Linked DNA regions of Cyprinus carpio: region 2 is linked to region 1. The links are chromatin contacts, called in public Hi-C maps. All regions are on one chromosome and are shown on one strand. Each heading gives the region's core, a stretch centred on a gene start, on an enhancer-like site or on the middle of the called end of the contact. The rest is flanking DNA. Distances are from core to core; before and after follow the strand shown. Region 1 has its middle 9.0 kb from the start of LOC109095238. Region 2 holds the start of LOC109095197 (F-box only protein 4-like).

Region 1 (2,993 bases), core at 247-2,746:
AGGGCCATTGGCTTTGTAACAATCTTGTCTGATCATTTACAGCTTCACATAAACATCAGTGAACCCCACATTGCTGGTCAACGCTCACAATTAATCTTACCAACTAGTATTTACACCTCAGCGTTTGGCAGCACTGGACTTTAGCATCCCATTTGGAAAAATTTGCTAATTGGTTATTGTTAGAAGAAAGATAAATAATTCAGATACATCTAAATGACTACATGTGCACTAGATTTGGATTTTTTTTTTATTATCTGTAATATAACAAATAAACTTCCAGTGTCTGTTTGCTTCTGAGAGTGTGTTAGGTTCATCATGTTAGTGTCTTTTCACCTCTAGATGCTTTATGTGGCCTTTATGAAAGCAGGTGCAGAAACTATGCGCTAGTGGTGCCTGTTTGATGTTAGGCCACATAGAGCAGAGGGCAAAGGTCATGTAACATCCTGTAACCCTTGCTATACCCAAAGCTATACTATATGAACATCTGTGGTATTAAAATCTTTTTTTTTTTTTTTTTTGTATTATTATTGTTCTGGTATTCAGAAAGATGTTTTAGGTTTGCTGTTTGGAGATGGGGGTGGTAAAGTAGGTGGATAGATTATGATCTTAAAAGTTTTTTCTTAAGAACCAAACTCTGTAATGCACTACTTCAGAATCTATATCTGTTTTCTTTTAGTTCTTCTAGAACAGATGTTGTAAGGGGATTGTAAAATGCATTTCATACTTGGCATTACACAAATATTAATGGATCATAGGGAAATGCACAAAACTGTCATTTTTACTACACATTTATTAGAGTGGAATTTGTATCCAAGGGAGTAACTGGAAAAAGGTTAGGCCATTGGTATATTGGGAAAGATTGTTTGAAACATTTTACATACTTAATGAAGGTTTTCTGGAAGAGAGAGAGAGAGAGAGAGAGAGAGAGAGAGAGAGAGAGAGAGATGTTACTCAGATAAATTCAAATAAAGTTTTTTTAAAAAAAAACAACCTCTACTCACTCATTATCTGTGAACTGTGAGTGAACTTTACTTTGATTTTTATACATAACATATGTGCAACAGACACAAAACATCCAACAAGTAATTTGAAATTGTACATTTTGACTGATAACTTAAGTTAATTTATTTATTAATGTATTTTAATTCAATGTATTCATTTAATTTGATTACTTATAAATACGTTATTATAAATTAATTTATAACATACAATTATTTGTTTTAACACTAATATGTAAAACAGAAAATGTAATAATTCAATATAATACAGAACTAGAAATTTGGAGAAAAAACATAATTGTTTTGATGAATGTACAGATATGTTATTTACAAGTGTACAGTTTATGTAGTTTACACTTTTTTCAGATGCTATGTATAAATGTGTCAGTTATAATGGGCAATGTATAGTTATGAATTTGCTGTTCTTGTGCCTGACTGTTCTGGTGGTCGGTGCTCTGTAGCGCTGACCAGAGGGCAACAGATGAAAGAGAGAGTGGACTGGGTGTGTGGGGTCCAAAGTGAGTTTCTTAGCCATTTTCCTCAATCTGGAAGTGTAAAGATCTTGGAGGTTGGGCAGGGGGGAACCAATAATCCTCTCAGCAGTCCTGACTGTCTGTTGTAGTCTCTTGATGTCTGATCTGGTAGCTGAACCAAATGGATGGATAAACACAGGATGGACTTAATGATGGCCAACTGTTTCAGCAGCTACTGTGGCAACTTGATCTCCACAGTTGGTGAAGGAAGTACAGCCTGTGCTGGGTTTTTTTTAGTAATGTGAGTGTCCCATTTCAGGTCCTGAGAGATGGTGGTGCCCAGGAACCTCCCAAGAATAAAATATGATTATTTAATCATGTAAATATTAATTACATGATTAAATAATCATGTTTTATTCTTGAATTAATGATTTTATTCATGAATTATTACCTAAAAATTATTTTCATTTTTTTTTTTATTTAATAGATGGCTTATAAATGCATGCTTTTATTATGAATTAATTTATAATATATAATATACCGTTTTTTTTAATAGTTAAGCAACTATTGGTAACACTTTATTAATAACAGATAACCCTAACCCTATAAGTACACGTTGTACTTAGTACTTGGGTAATTACATTGCAACTATGACACCTTAAATAAAGTGTAACCTAAATATTATAATAATATTTTATAATTTTCAACGTATTTTATTATATATTTCATATTTTATTTAGATATATTTATGAAAGTATTATATTTTAATTATACATTTAATCGTTTCAGTCATTAGCAAACTGAATTCACCATACATTTTTAAAGGGAAAATATAACGATATGAAACCTGTTCAAACCTGTTACTGTTCGTTCTACTGTTTTATGTCATTCCGAAGTTCACCGACAGATGGCGCGCGCGCACTGATTCATCTTTCGTCCACGTTGCTTTCCCTTTGAGAGCCTCTCCAGCATTTTTCTCCCAGACCCGCTGCTCTCTGCAGCGTTTCCTTTTAGATCCGGTTAGACACACAGATGTCTCTTGCCATGCGCGTGCAACTTAAACATAGTCTCCTGGCAGAAAACACAGGTAAAGAGAAAGTGAAGGAGAAATGAGCATTTTAAACGCTGCCACGCAAATACCTTTTCTGAAAATGACTTGCAGTATTAATAGCAGGACAGCATACGAGCCTCTAAATTGCAGACTGAAGGCTGGAATAACTTTTAACTGCACGATTTTTGCAACGATTTCCCTCCGATTTTCTGTGGGTTGCAGGCCCGGTGTTCTGTGGATTTGTCCTACCCTGTCAGATTTTGCAACCTCCCATTAAAACAGTGGGTAGCACAATTCAACAACGAAAAATGCTACCTGTAAAGTTATGGTTTATTAACGTCTAACGTTACACCTACCACAACCCTAAACCTACCCTTATAGTTATGCAGATACATTAAATATTGTTCAGCCTGAGAAAAATGCAGCAATATTGATGTGTTAGAGTCAATATCTGGCAAGACTTTACACTGC
Region 2 (2,993 bases), core at 369-2,868, 95 kb after region 1:
TGCATGAGTGCTCCAAAATCATGTTGTCAACCTCTAATACCTACATTATCTAAACAAACATATGCACATATACACCAGCAGTATAAGTATAATACTATATTTATAATAATGCAATTTTATGCAGACCATACTACCAAAATCATACTACAATAATTCCATCATAAAAAAAGAATCAAACAAAAAAACTCACTTTTTACAAAAATTAAAACCACAATTAAACAAAAATGATTACTAAACAAAAAAACTAACCCCACAAAACAATGAATCCCACAAATAAATCCTATAAAATGATGCAGTTTAAAGTTTACAATAATGAATCCCACAATTCAATGCATTTGTGTCATATATGAACTGGAAATAACAGCATCCCTTATCCTGTTTACAATAATGAATCCCACAATTCAATGCATTTGTGTCATATATGAACTGGAAGTAATAGCAGCTGTTATTTTTCACATTTCTGTTTCCCGTTTCATTATTTGATCAGAGTACCAAATTAAAAAAATAAAATAAAAAATGGAGGTAAAATACAAAATAATTACACAACTACAAATTGAGCACTGGGCTCCATTCAAATTAAATAAGCAAGATGATATAAATGTAGCAGCCTAATGTATATTGTTAATATAAGGCCTTTCAGTAAGAAGTATACAGTGTATACTGTGCAGTTGTTAGTACATAGTAAGCTAGTATTCCACTCGCAACATAGCCTTAATCTGTACTTTCAATAAAACGTCAGGTAAATAACTTAATATGAAATTTTTATAAATATGAAATAAAGAGTCGTGCCTTACCGACAGGTTATCCAGAGAGGGGCCCGTGGCTTCATTACTTGACCCCTGACCATCACTTTCCTCATTTCTTTGTCGTCTTCTATCAAAAAACCTATCTCTAATACTCCTGAGACTTTGCACGACTATAGATCGGCTCAGCATACTAACACTTATTTGTCAAAAATATTTCTTAGAAAGATTTCTACATGTAACTTTTTAATAGAGCAAAAACGTTAATAGATTAGCCTTTAATTCAATACATGACATGTCAGCTAACTGTTAATCACGATTTCAGTTATGAAGTATTCCTGTGGATTTTCCCGGAACTGTCAAAGTTACACGTCTCTCGTGTTTTCATCATAGGCGTGTATGGAACGTCACGCGAAGTAGGCTACTGCATTGTGGGAACTGTAGTTTTGGAAATCGACACTGCCAAACTCGCAAGGTCTATCATGTTCAGCTTTTGGGAGGACATATGGAGGACTAGGAGTGACACCTAAAAATAAAATAAAAGTACACGTTATCAATTTAATAATTCTACAAACTATATTTTTCAAATTTGTAAATTTACTATCTACCATTTAAAACACAAATTGAATATTATTCCTTAATTTGTGTGAAGTATCAATCCTAGCCCTTCATAAGGACATACTGTGAAGCAGTTAACGTACTTAAAAATGGTTCTTCTAGTACCCCAGTAACTTATAGATTGTACTTAGTGTCACAACTTTGCAGAAAACAATAATTTATCTTCTGTGTGAGAGTTTACTTTGGATAAGCATATGATTTATTGTTGATTTAACATTAACAAAATGATTTTAAAGGCCACTAACATTATGTAGTGTAGCCATTGACCCCATAAAATGATAGAAATGTAAGGTGGTAAGATGATTTAATATATATATATATATATACACATATATATATATATATATATATATATATATATATATATATAAAATTCTAATGAATACTACATAATGCATAATCATAATTTGTTTTTGTTTCAATCTGATTTTTTAATCAAGGATGCTCGTTTTTTCTATACATTAAAAGGTTAGCAACAAGAGTATAAAAGACTTTTGAACCAGTATCCTGCATCTCCAACCTTTTGAATATGTACCAACCTTTCAAATATGTGAAACCAAAATATCACGCACATGTTAACATTTCAACATTTCTTAACCCAAAATTTATTTCAATGAAGACATAAAAACCAAAAAATGAACTTCATTTTAAAAAGAATATGACCAAAAAGTTTAGCTTTTTAAAAGTATACTATCAAAATATCCAAATTCCCATCTCTTAACATCTGGTCAATGAAAGAAATAAAGATGCAACTTTTAATAAGCGAGCAGAAGAGGTGTCATATACAAAGATGTTATTAAAAAGAAAAGATCCATACTTAAAAATGGTCACAAATACTTTAATATGCAACATATACCTGCATTTTCCTCTCCTTTGTACCATTTCTTTTAACATATATAAATGACATTTATAAATGTAATGAATTGAAAATAAATAATTAAAATTAAAATAAATAAAAAGTTGCGATGTTTCTTGGTTGGAATTTTTTTTCTTAAACAAATAGTTATTTGTTTATATTTTACATTAGAAGTATTATTCCACATTCTCGGCAAAAACACACATCCAGAAAACAAATCTGGACCGGAAGATAAGTGCCTTTTTTTCCTGTATTTTTCTTTTTAAATCTTTTTGTTTTTTGCTAGTTTCAGAACAATTACATTTTTGTGAATCTCCTCTCCTAAAAGCTCTCTCCAGGTTTACTGTAAAATGCTAAGGATCTCCTTGGCATTCTCTGTGTTCCAGCCCTGACCCTGAAGTGGCCCCTCGCATGCCAGCACATACTTATGGAGGATTTGTGTGCCAATATCTCGGAAATGAAGCCTGTCCTCTTTGCGCTCTGTGGTGTCCATGCTGCAGTCCTCATATTTCACTGCCCAGAAACACATCTCACCAATGTACATCATTGTAAGCAAGTGAGTATCAGAAAAGATACCTAGAGGGGAAAAAATACATTTGTCAGTTTTGAAAAGAATATAAACACACACACACCAAACATTTTATTTTGATTAGTAAAAATCATATTCTTTAAAAATAACGTTATGCTTGATTTTAAGATGAATTAATAAATAAAACTAAGCATCTCGTGGGCACATTAACCTCAAAGTTTACAATGAACTTCAATTGCCTCCTTCC

The links. A called contact is a pair of places that touch in the nucleus more often than the background predicts.
Region 2: a Hi-C map of skeletal muscle shows a contact between it and region 1, with 6 times the contacts expected there. The contact joins the promoter of LOC109095197 here to the enhancer-like site in region 1. A contact is called at or near these places in 3 of 8 Hi-C or Micro-C datasets (liver and skeletal muscle).

The regions. Positions count from the first base shown.
Region 1 is chrA8:15,314,530-15,317,522 of ASM1834038v1, forward strand. No RefSeq gene overlaps it. Among protein-coding and RNA genes, the nearest start is that of LOC109095238, 9.0 kb to the left of the region's middle. Within about 2 kb of position 1,497, at least 1 of the 8 cell types and tissues checked has an H3K27ac peak or open chromatin away from gene starts, as enhancers often do. A contact at or near this core is called in skeletal muscle, where this site is marked.
Region 2 is chrA8:15,409,331-15,412,323 of ASM1834038v1, forward strand. It overlaps LOC109095197 (F-box only protein 4-like), which reads right to left and starts at 1,619. Exons shown (of 7, transcript XM_042762470.1): 1 at 795-1,619. The coding sequence starts at 935. LOC109095200 (UPF0600 protein C5orf51 homolog) reads right to left here. Exons shown (of 6, transcript XM_019108883.2): 6 at 1,947-2,793. The coding sequence ends at 2,558.